Linked DNA regions of Anser cygnoides: region 1 is linked to region 2. A link is a contact called in public Hi-C data. All regions are on one chromosome and are shown on one strand. Each heading gives the region's core, a stretch centred on a gene start, on an enhancer-like site or on the middle of the called end of the contact. The rest is flanking DNA. Distances are from core to core; before and after follow the strand shown.

Region 1 (5,767 bases), core at 1,362-3,861, 110 kb before region 2:
GGGCTGCTCAGTACCTTTAGCTCTGAGTATCCCCCCCTGGGATAAGGTTTAGGAAACGTGGGGATGCTGAGAGCGCCCTGTGGGATGAGGGTCTGCACAGCTGCGCGCTGCCCTGTGGAGGAGTCTGCTGGAGCCCAGGAGGGAGGGCGCAGGCCGAGGGGTGGGATGAGCCACCCCACAGCGGGGATTGGCAGGGCCAAGAGAAAATAATCACTGAAACGCTCTTTTATCCATGGGAAGAGCAACGGGGAGGCCAGCCCCGTGCTCGCTCCTGGCTTAGGGCAGCACTGGGGGATAAGCGCTCGGCTCGTGCGCAGGGGAAGGCACGGACTGGTGCCGTGCTCTCACCTGAAAGCTACAACACTGCTAGCAGGGCCAGCATTCCCTCCCCACATCTGGGGTTGCGATGAATGGCCTGGTGCTAGCTCCAGGCAAGGGGACTGGGGACACCAGGCACCGACGCAGAGAGGAGTGCGGCTGCCTGGCGTCTGCTGCCATCCTGGGGCCCCAGTGCTCAAACCCCCGGGGGCCAAGGGACCAAGCTCCTGCACTTCCCGCACCAGGGATGCTTCAGTGGCTGCCCTGGAGGCCCAGGCTTAACCAAAAAGCCCGTCCTGGGACAGACCGGCAGCTCAGCTCAGCCGGTTCAGAGCGTAAAGCTAATGGGCTAACACGAACCTTTTGGGGTTACGAGAAAGTAACGTTCGCATCGAAACGCAATTACAAAGCCTGCACACCAACCTGCCGCACGAACCACAGCTCTACCTCTGACAACTCACCTCCAGGCAGGACAAACTCCGCGTTAGCAGGAGCCCTGCCTTCCCCCAGCTCATGCCCAGCGCTGCCAGCAGCCGTCACCCCGGTGCCACCCCCAGCTCCGGCCCGGGGGGACCTGCTGGGTCCCACGGCATCCCAGAGCTTCGCCAGGCAGCGAGCCCCCACCCTGCCAGGAGCCCTCCTGGAAAGCCACCGGGTGCCTCCTTCTGAGAGCCACCAACACAAACCGGGGTGCAGCCCCAAATAAATAAAGCAGCCCTTTAGGTGAAAGCTGAGCCAGAGCCACAGGGCCTGGTGGCAGGGGCAAATGGCACCCGCCATCAGGATCTAAGTTTGTGGCTGTCTTTAATCCACCCGTGGAAGAGGCTTTCAGGACACACAATGCGGGGTCTCCAGTTAGTGACAAAAGCCAGGAACGCAATTTTCCTTATTCCCAGGCCGTGCCCGTGATGTAGATTCAGTGTGGGAGCTGGTGGGTGTGCAGGGACCCAGCGGCCCCGGGGGATTTTGGCTCCTCGCAGCGTGCCTCAGGCCCCCATGCCGCCCAGCTCCGGCCACGGAGAGGGATCTGCACAGGATCCAAGCCCCACACGTCTCAACACGCACACGTCTCGGCCTCCAGGACTTTAGTCAAAGGAAACTTTTGTAAAGGAAAGCTCAGCCCAGACAGTTCCTGAAGAAACCCCAAACATGTGATGGCTTCAAATGCAACTCCAAAGCCACAAACACAACAAGCGTCGGCAGAGTCTGCCAAAGCGCCAGATGCTGCTTCTGGAAAAACTGTTCTGCAGCCACGGTGCTTGGGTCCTGCGCTGCCACTGAAAAAAGGAGGAGGGATGAGGAGCTGTGGGCTTGGGCACTGCTCGTTAAAGCGAAAAAAAAAAAAAAAAGGGACAGAAGGAAAGCAACTTTATTTCAGTTCCTTAAAAAAAGGTGCCAGAGGCTCTGCATGAAGTTTGTGTGACGCACCCCGCTGACCAGTGCGTGGAGCAGGGAGAAAGAACTACAGGCCACCAGGGTTAAAGGAGGTAAAAGCCATCCCGTCAGCAGCTTAACTTCAAAAAGGAGGAGGCAGAACAAAGCTCTCCTCGGCAGCACCCCCACGACATCCCCCGGGCTGCTGTGTCAGCATCAGCACCTAGCCACACGATTCCTCCGAGTGCTGCCCGCGGAGAGGGGGATCGGGAGGGGTGCGTGAAAGCACGGACCTCCGGCACTCCGCTCACCCAGGGCACGGCTTTATTGTGTGCTTCTGAGCAGAACTGTCCACGTTTCAGGAGCTGACACACGAACCGTGCTGCTGCAGCCCAGCAGGGCAGGGGCGGCTCTGGGTTCCTTTGGGTGGGGGACTGAGGTTTGGGTGTCGGAGGAGGGCTCTCACAGCATCGGTGAGAACAAGCTCTTGCAAGCGGTACTGACCTGGGTAAAGATCTTTCTCAATAAGCTTCATCTGGAGATGGAAGATCTGCTCCTGGAGTTTACAAATGGTGTGTTTCATTTTCTCCCGTCTCGTCACCATGTAACAGAGATTTCTAACCTACAGAAACACAAGAAACAGCGTTCATTTAGGCAGGGCTCGAAGGAGGTCCCCTGAAGCTGTGCGGCTGCTTCTGCTCCCGGGGTTTCCATCCTCTCATCTCGGCCTCGCCCGGGCCGCACCACCAACTCCTACCGGGGCTCCTCGGTTACGGCAGGGCTTTGGGAGGGGGCAGAAAGCAAAGCAGCTGTGGCAGCACATCTCTCTGCAGAGCCCCGCACATCCTGCCAGTGTTTTGGGGCGAGGAGGAGGTCTGGGGGCACCACCCCTCAAGCTGGAGCAGCCTCCCTGGGGAACACGACCTGCACCCATCTCTGGGGTGGCATTACAAGCCCCGCGTGCATGGGGTGCTCAGCACCGTCACTGCGCCGAGCAGGACGCCTGCCCCTCTGCTGCACGGCGCCCAGCCTGTCGCACGTCGGGGCTGTCACTCTCTCCTACCTTCTTCTGACCGCAAACAACGAGCAAGTTAATCGTTAACCTCTCCTTCACAGGCCTGAACTCACCAGCAGGATCTGCACGTCAGCATCTGTGCTTTCAGGGGCACCAACTCAGCCCAGATATCGGCACGGAGGCTGGCAAACAGGGCCGTGTGTGCGGCACTCTGCTCCGAGCAGCCGCGACTGGCTCCCAGCGTCTGCGGCAGCGCATCCTTCGAGCCGGGCTTTGCTAAAGGTCAGCGCACGAAGGGAGCAGAGCCAGGAGAAGCCCAGGTCCCTCACCCAGGAATCGTACGTGGGTACGGCAACGGCACGGACGCACAGACGGCTGTAATCCCCCGTTAATTGTTCACAGGCCTAACGAAGGCCTAAGATCCTCTGCGGGACTCTGAAAATCTCAGAGGCGGGGGTGCCGCGGAGGAGCGCTGTAACACAGAGCTTTTAGAGGAACCAGTTGGTTTTGGCCTCGAGATAAAGATGCTGCTGGAAGCTCTGGTGAGCATTTACTTGGCTTCCTGGCCCCATGGAAGAGGGAAGCACCAGGTACGCCGGGGTGCCCGTCCCCAGCACTGGCTCCTCCACAGGCCGGGGCGCAGGCTGCCTTCCCGCAGGCCCGCTGGGGCGAGCTGCGGGCTGCAGCATCCCAGCACCCGGGGACGACTCAGGAGCACTCACACACACGCAGTGAGAGAAAAGCTCTTTTGTCGTTTTGTTTTGTTTGTTTTTTTCCCCAACCCCCTAGCTGTAAATACCGAGAAGCGAGCTACATGCTGTATATTTTACTACGTTCTCTTCTTCTTTTTTTTTTTTTTTGTTCTGGATGGAAGAAAACATCCAACTAAAATTTCTTTATGAGGAAAACAACTGCCTCTGGCAACCGGTATATCAAAGCGTTTGGCGGTATCTCTTCTCTGTGATTTTATATTCCTGGAAGAAAACATCGCTTGTGCTCTGCTTAGAGACTGCTGGTATTTACACACACTTAGACAGCTAAACACCGCCCCGCGCTGCTTCCCCAAGCCAAGCTGAGATGCTGGTAGGAAAGCCTGGAAACCATATAGCTTTTTGGTACAGCTAATTTAAACAACCAGCTACTGGAAAAAGCTTTAAAAAAATACAGAGGAATCAAAGAGGGCCAAAGAGATAAGTCAGAGGGACTACGTTAGGATTCCCAGGGGACCGGGAGTTCCTACAGACTTCATTTGCTGACTTTGGGGGTAAGGGGTGGATAAGGGATGGCAGAGGGCAATGCAATCGCCCCGCCTGCCTCCGAGCTACCTGTCCTGCTGATTCTGCTTACCCAGCTCTCGGATGGAGACACCATCATCAGCCCTGACAGCGCAACTGTTTCTGCCACATTCGTTGCTGAAAACACGAAACCAGCACCGTGATGCCCCAGCCCACGGCTGCGGGGATGCTGTCGGAGGGCTGCCCACGCAGGACGCTGCTCTCCGAGCCCTGCTTGGTGCCAAGCCACCCACGTAGGCAAGGCAGGGCAGCTGGGATGGGCTGCAAGGCGGAGACCTGGGGTGTGTGAGTGGGAATGGGACAGAAAGGGGTCCCCCTTCGCAGCACCGGGCTTCCACCTGGCCAGCCTGTATGGATCCCCCCCTTGGAAGAAGAGCAAGCGAACAGATCTTCCAGGGAGGTGCTGGGCAGAGGCTGAACGCTGATGGGGAATAACCCTGCGAAGCCTGAAGGCAGCTCTGGAAAATGAGAGACGTGGTAAAGCTTGTGGTTCTGGCACGGCCAGGGGCCGTACCCCGACGCACCACGGCTCGGTGCAGGCAGGGCGCTCTCGGGACGCTGCGGAGGCATGAGCATATCTGCAGAGCTAACCTCAGCCCTCGGCTCATTTTCAGATGTTGCCTGGAGAGATGCTGGGGGCTGCCATCAGCCAAAATCCACCCTGGACAGGTGAGAGCCATACGGGACAGCTCAGCACAGCAGTCTGTACGGGGATGCACACAAATACCCCAAGCGCCCAGTTTTCTCGGGCCCTGTTTGAGGGGCTCTGTATCTTCAGAAGCTCCCAGCCTGGAGGAGCGGGGGGACTTTGGGGGCACACTGAACATGTGGGAGGAGCAGCAGTGTCTGTGCCAGCCCTGGCCCCGTTTGGGCTCTGAACAAACACCGCTGGCTCCCACTGCAGCCAGGACCGACCTGAGCACGGGGACGCTGCACTGGTCCCAGTCCTGGTGGGAGCAGCCAGCCCAACACAGAGACCAAACACGATGCCGTGAAGGCAGGAGCAAGGAGGAACAGATGGGCAGAGCGATGGCAGTGATGTATTCAGGGATGAAGGTCGATACTGCTGCAGGAGAGAGATTGATGGCTTGAAATCCGACTGCTTTTAAACAGAAGGCTCTCGGGTGAGGTAAAAATGGGCAGAGAAAAAGGAGATGAGATGGCGTCAGGATGGGATGAGCCAGAGCTGAGCTGGGGTGTGCTGTGAGCATCCCCCAAAGCTTACCAGTGGGTTCAATTGTGTCACACACCCTCTGCAGCTTGGAGGGGGCTCAGGATAAGCAGGGGGAGCATCGCTGCCCCCTTCACTTCCCAGAGAGCAGCAAGTACCCTGCAGACCCTTGTCCCTGCAGCACCCTGAGCCCCCCAGCAGCACCCTTGTCCCTGCAGCACCCAGTCCTGCCCTGCAGCATCCTGTCCCTTGGCAGGGCAGCACCACCTCCCTGCAAAGCAGCGATTTCCCTGCTTTCCTCCTCCCCTGCCCGCTCCCAACAACCTCCTGAGCCCCTTCAGTAGCTTCCGCTCCCCCTTTTGTCAGGTGGGGGCCACGGATTCACCCCGCCGGCAGTAGCAGGAGAAGGGGGAACCAGGCAGGGCTTGGGTTTTAAGCAGAGGAGGAAAGGGAACTCGGCCCCGGTGCCCCAGCCCTGGCAGCCCTGCCCTGCCTGCCCCCCGTGCCCTCCACCCTCTCCCTGTGCCCCTGTCCCCCCCCGACAGAAGCAGCACCACGCGCCCCCATCCCCTCCCGGGCTCCTTCCTGCTGTCT
Region 2 (6,573 bases), core at 3,532-6,031:
TTTAAAAGTACCTGTCCAAACAAACATAAACACAATCAGGTGATTAAAAAAAAACAAAAATCCTCCAGGAACATACTATGTAAGTTAATTCACGCGCTCCGCAATCGGTATTTCTTCCCACCATTATACAAACAAACCTCATTGAATCTGGTTTCTTTTCAGATATTTCAAGAGATAATGGAACTATGGAACTCCCACTCGGTAATAGCAATAACAGCAGCAGCAGCTAGGTCCAACATCAATTATCCCACTGCCCTCCTCCCCATTTCTCTGACCAAATATGCCTGCTCTATGGACTACGGTGACTTTAAGGTGTTTCATTAAGAAGGCACCGTGGTGCCAGCAAAGAAACCCTGGAATTTCATAATCAGCAATCTCAGCCTTTGGAGCTCCTGACTGATTCACTGAAAACCTTTATTATGGATCAGTGAATAATTTACTGTAACTCCTCCAAGCCAACACAGAGAAAACCCCATCTGCTGCTGATTATTGCACTAATACTATAATTATTAAACTCATTATTCCTCATACGCTTAAGGAAGGCTCATTACACAGCAACTTCCATGTTTACATACAGATCGGGTATCCCCCCCTCCCCTCCCCAAGTTCTATATTCAGAGCAATTCAAGATTTTTCACCTGCTCTTAGTTAGAAGAGCAGAGATGAATCAAACACGCTACAAAGACAAAACCAGAAAAGCATTGTGCTCAGCTATCTTGCTGAGCTTAGCTGTAGAGACGTGAAAACATCTGGCAGCATTAGGCCAACTTCCCCCACTAAAAACTGAGCGTTGTGTGTCTAAACAAGCCTCGATGTAAGCACTGCTTCACAGCTGTGTAACGGACCGCTATGACGGGACACCACTTACAGCAAAATACGGTATTCCCAGGGCCAACAAGACCTTACTCCTTTACTTTTTCCTTGCTTAGCTTGGTCCAACTTCTATAACATCTACTGTTTTTCACAGCAGAACAATGTTAACACTGGCAATATTCACAAGAATGACGGAAGAAATAGAAGTTAGCTGCTTACCATCTTCAAAAGGTGTCCCTTCTGGCCTGAAAGGTTTAAAAAATAAACTGGTTAATAATGATCATTACTTCTAAACACGCACAATAAATATATATCTTCTTCCTCATCCCCTTCAAGACAGAAGTGGATGCTATCACGTAAATATTTAGAGAACTATCCAGAGGCAATTTCTGGGAACTCTGTCATAATTAGCAGTTTCCCATATCAATCTGCAAGTCCAGATACCCACTGCATCATCACCCCAAACAATACATATGCCACGCATAAGGCTAGAGCTGAATTAATGAGCAGATTGCTGGCAAGCAGACTTCATTTTTACGAAAGAACATAAGATATACCCTACAGAAGGGGACCTCTAATATATATATATATATATATATATATATATATATTATAACCTGTACCTCATTCTCCTGGGAATCAATCCAGTCACTGCTAATACATCTGGATTTAATAGCCAAGAACATGTGGTGCTCTTATGTACTTTTAAAGAGCAAGCCTGCTTTTTCATAACCCAATTCCTCTACAATCTATTCATTAAAACACAGGCAAACATTATTCAACAAAAGGAAAGAATTAAAATTGTTCATCGCCTTTCTTGGGCATTCTTTATTACCCTCTGAAAACAAATTTTCCCTGTGACAGCACACTTGGTCATTTTTTATTTATTTATTTTTAAAGTTTCCTGAGTGGACATCCACAAAACCAAGAAAGCATTATAAAACAAACAAAAAAACAACACAAGGAACAGGTTTTATTAGCTTTTTGATGCAGGACTTCATAGCGACCAAAAGCTCTTACCCAAATATAACTGCATTCCACTGCATTATATTATTCTCAGACGGTGCACCACTGACACCCACAGGAGGGTCTTCTTGCAACCTAAGAATTACAAAGATAGAACGACAAGCCTTATGTAAGTGAAATACCTCCACCTGCGAGCACAATGTAATCACAACAGCCGCTTTTTAGAAATCTTCTCTCGTTCCAAATTAGCGACTACCCCAAGTGTTACGTGCAGAGTAGCAATGATCCAAACACAAAACTACAAGGTGATGCACACCACGAGTGCCTCAGGCATCACACCAAAACACTGCGCCAGCCCAACGGGTTAAATCCAGTGTTCAGGGAGAAGAGCATCTACCCTCAAAGTAACTTACAGCCCCACAGCTGGGATTTATAGTACTACGCAGTAAATCGTGAAAGAGCAGAAAGAGTGGCTGCTGCTGGCTGCCACAACGCAGAAGAGCACAAGTTACAGCCAGAAGCAAGGGCTGCGCACCACGCAGTGATATTTACAGGGCACGCTGGCAGGAACCAAGGGCAAAGCGCCGTCACTTCAACTTTTTCTGCGTCCCCAAATCTGTGCAGGACGTGGCTGCGCTTGGTGTGAGCCTGCTTTGGCTGGCAAGCTGCCTGCTTCGAAAGGGAAGAGGGAGCAAGGGGGAAACCTGCGCGCTGCTCCCCGTCACCAGCTCAACAGATGTAAACATTTGTCTCTAAGGCAATAGTGGAAGCGTTTAAGTGCTTTTTAGTTCCTTAACCCTTGGCCTAGGAAAAGCACACCGCGCACTGACAGCTCCGTGAACTACGCACCCTCCTGCTGCCCATCCTCTGGGGCACCGCTGAGCGTGCAGGCCGGATCCCCTCCGAGCCGCGTTCACATCCCTGCTGTGGGCACACGCAGTTGAGGCAGCTCAGTACCCACAGCACAAACCACCTACTGCTTTGGTCAGGAGCAGGAACCTCTCCCGTGCCAGCCCGCGTGCCAGGGACGATGCCGGAGCGCTCAGCCCCACCAGCGGGGCCGGACGATGGCTCCGGGTTTCGGATCGATTCAAAAAGCTCGTCTGCGCCCTACTGCCAAAAGGTCTGACTCCCGAGGGGTTGTGGCAAAGACTGGAGGCTAAATTGATCCGCACAGGGCCGGGAAAGCCTTTAAAATTGTTAGGGGAAATGTATTTGTTGCCCCTTTTTTAACAGCAAATATATTTAAAAAATAACCTCTCTCTCTGATGGTTTAGGTAAATCAGATGATACAAGATCTGCTGGACTGCTCGCCCTCCACGACTCTTGACAATTGCAGCATGCAAAAGGAGTTTATATTTAACAAAGTGAATCACAGTTCATGGCGCACAGTCTGTTTTTTAGTATGAGGTAAGAGTAACATAAGGCTAAATAAAAATATAACTTAGGGGTAGGAAGGAGAGAAGTAAAGAACTGACAATGAGAAAGCTGAGTACGTTTTTGGGCATTAAAGTGGTCAAATATTCAATAAATAAATGTGCACGTGGTCCATGTTTCGCTGTGCTCACTTGGTTAAACCCCTCCATGGCTTTAGTCTTCTCCACCTTAAATTTCAGAATTATCAAGTCAGCCCTTCTGAGATCACAAGATCATAAAAAAGTCTGATCGCTGTCTTGAAACACTACCTAGTCCTTCTCCCTGAAGGAATCACTGATGTTTGGTCACTTGTGCAGCCTAACAACATTAGAAAACAACGAGTATCCTGTTGTGATTTGAACGGGAATCGAGGACCACCAGCCACCAAACACTAACACCCGAACAAAACCCGAGAATTAGGGCCTGCACCTCACGAATCCCAACTTTTTTGGGCCGATCAGGCCTTTTGGCACCGCGGCTCTGGGCAGCCACGCAGCCCAGCGCCACACAATACACGTCAACTGTTTACCGATGTATTTTCAGGTCCTGGTGTAAGACGGGCTCCGCTAAAAAAAGAGACGCTATCAAAGCTGACTCACCTCCAGCAACTTGGGAGCCGCTCCGGCCCGGAGCGATCCCACGACACGCTGCCAGGTTTACCAAAAAAAACAAAAACCACCCCAAACCACACACCGACTTTTTCCACGCTCCGCTTTACGGCCGTGTTTACATGGCAGACGTAGGAAGTAAGTTATCCCCGAGCCTGTGGTGCAGCCATTACCAATTAAAAGCCCCCAGCTAATAACCACTGCTGCGGCACCGGGTGCGTGGCACAGGGACCCCTGCTGCCTGCAAAAGGGGGGGGGCCCTGGGCTGGGCTGGGCGGCACCAGGCCCTGCGCCCCCCGGTTCTGGGGTGGTCTCAGGGCCCAGAAATAGGGGGGGGCGGGCAGAGCTTGGGGGGCCCAGAACTTGAGGGGGGGGAGACACCCAAACTTGAGGGGGGGGGGAAGTTGAGGGGGGGGGCCCAGAACCTGAAGGGGAGACCCCAGAACCTGAGGGGGGGGGGGGCGGGGAAGACCCAGAACTTGGGGGGGGGGGGGGGGGAGAACTGAGGGGGGAACCCAGAACTGAGGGGGGGGGGGGGGCAGAACTTGAAGGGAGGGGCCATAACTGAGGGGAGGGGGGGGAACTGAGGGGGGGGGCAGAACTTGAAGAGGGAGCCATAACTGGGGGGGGGGGGGCAGAACCTTTTGGGTGGGTGGGGGGGCAGAACTGAGGGGGGGGGGGGCAGAACCTGAGGGGAGCCCCAATCCCCTCGGCCCCAGCCAGCCCCCGCCCCCCCAACCCCAAGGGGGCAGCGGCTGAGAGGAAAGGAGGGGACACCCCGTCCCCCCCCCCACACACACACCTCCGCCCCCCCCCCTCACCTCTTGAAGTCGCGCATCAGCCGGCGCCGCGCCGGGGTGGACATGATGGCGGCGGAGCACAGTCCCCCCGGGCCGCAGCACCGCCTCCCGCCGCCGCCCGCACAAACAACCCGCAATGGCGTCTCCCTCCGCGGGGGGCGGGCCGCGCCGCCGGGCCCGTGACGTCACGCGGAGGGAGGGAGGGAGGCGGGGGGAGCGCTCGGCCCGTTCCATGCCCACCGCCGGGGGGGGGGAGGGGGGCGCCCCGCGGCACGGCCCACTGAGCTGCCGCGGGGGGGGGGGGGGCGCTGCCCGGCCTCACCTCAGGTTTTGGGTTTTTTCCCCCTCGTTTTTGCTTAGCGCCATCGCTGCAGCCTGCCGCTTCGAGGCCCTGGCCCAGTTCGCACGTGGAGGCTCGGGAGCCAGCCCCAGAAGCGGGATTTTGCTCTGCGTGTGCTGCCCTGCTCTGGGCTCGCGTTTTGGGAGGTCACAAAAACGCCACAAGACCCGTAACGAAGCGCCACAAATGAATGTCCTCGTCCTGCTGTCATGCTCTCACAGAGCACCGATCGCAGGCTTAGTCCAGCCCAAAGGCCCAAAGCGCCTTCTTCCCACGGCTCGTGCCACAGCCGCGCTTCAGCAGCCCGCTGGCACCGGCTGCCTTCGGGAAGGGGCTGCCCTGGGTACCCACACCCGGCCTGGCAGCTCAAGAACCTACCCTTCAAGGGCATCAACCCAAAATTGTAACCCCTTCTCCCACTTCAGTGAAAACATGCTTGAAGTGAGGTACACGCGTAAGAACTCGCACAAAGCCTGACGCTGCAAGGCAGCAAGCTTTCTCTGGAGGCGTAGGAGCAAGGAGCGATCCTTCCCCGGCCACCAGCACGCGGCTCCCCGCGCTCCTGAGAAACGGCTCCCACCACGCAGCCCTCTCGGCCCGAGTTGCCTCCTTCTCCCCACACACGTGCTTCAACTTTACATGCCGCCGCTGGTCCTCCAGCTTTTTGCAGTTTATATTTAGCTCCAGCTAATTCAGAAGGGAGAAAGTAGACTGTAAAAACCAAGCGCAAGCTTGGACCTGTATAAATAATTAACAGCAGTTCAACATCACTCGCTATTCCGCTGTTAACATGCGCCCTGCCGCAGCTTCCCGGGCCTGGCAGCGAGCACATCCCCTACCCAAAGGGCTGCTCGAGTCACCCCCAACACACCCACCCCAAAGCACCTCCACACCTCTCCTGGGGGCAGCCACCAGCTGCGTGGAAATGCCCCTCACAGGCACCGAACAGAAGAGTTAATTCTGAAATCCCACATCGTTTCCACTGGACTCCAGAACCTTTTCAGCAGGATCGCAACAGCAACAGTATTTCTTCTCCTTTGATACCACTGGGGAAGAGCAAAAGAAACAAGAGGTCACAGCAGCTTCCTTAAAGCTTCCCTTCTGCTGCTTCCTTGAACGCAGGCATCAGCCAAGCCCTTACCAAGCCCATCATCTTTATTTATTTTTAAATTATTATTTTTGGAAGAAGCCTGCTGCAGGCCAGCTCCAGGCCCTTCCGCAGCAGCTGGGAGGCTCACCCGCAGCAGGGCTGGCAGCGCACGAGCAGCCGAGCACGCCGAGTGCTCGCAGCAGAGGGCACTGATCATCTGTCCTCCTCCTGGGCCACACGGTGGGCTTGGACAAAGCCATACCCACCAGGATGGCCTCACGGGTGTTGGCATTATCTAATTTAAAGTTTTCTTTTCAGTCTTACTTGGCAGTTAAACAGGTGTGGCTGGCAACTTCATTAGGAAAATTGAAAGCTTTAGGTTTTTTTCCCCTCTGAAGAACCAGCTGCAATTTCTGTCCTGTTGATTGCATGGAATATGTAGGTGAAAAAAACTTGCTCATCAGAAATTTCTTTCTAGTTGTGTTTTTGATTCCTGTTTCTCCCCAGAAATGATATTTGATAAAGGAATACATTACACAG

What was found. A called contact is a pair of places that touch in the nucleus more often than the background predicts.
Region 1: a Hi-C map of liver shows a contact between it and region 2, with 5 times the contacts expected there. The contact joins the enhancer-like site here to the promoter of UBE2B in region 2. A contact is called at or near these places in 2 of 7 Hi-C or Micro-C datasets (both in liver).

What each region holds. Positions count from the first base shown.
Region 1 is chr14:3,184,780-3,190,546 of Taihu_goose_T2T_genome, reverse strand. JADE2 (jade family PHD finger 2) reads right to left here. Exons shown (of 12, transcript XM_067005584.1): 10 at 2,197-2,314. Among named protein-coding and RNA genes, the nearest start is that of SAR1B, 45 kb to the left of the region's middle. Within about 2 kb of position 2,611, at least 2 of the 3 cell types and tissues checked have open chromatin away from gene starts, as enhancers often do. A contact at or near this core is called in liver, where this site is marked.
Region 2 is chr14:3,076,543-3,083,115 of Taihu_goose_T2T_genome, reverse strand. It overlaps UBE2B (ubiquitin conjugating enzyme E2 B), which reads right to left and starts at 4,781. Exons shown (of 6, transcript XM_067005580.1): 1 at 4,625-4,781; 2 at 1,834-1,914; 3 at 1,033-1,058; 4 at 1-11. The coding sequence starts at 4,668. LOC106032770 (a long non-coding RNA gene) reads right to left here. Exons shown (of 4, transcript XR_010834967.1): 4 at 4,961-5,989.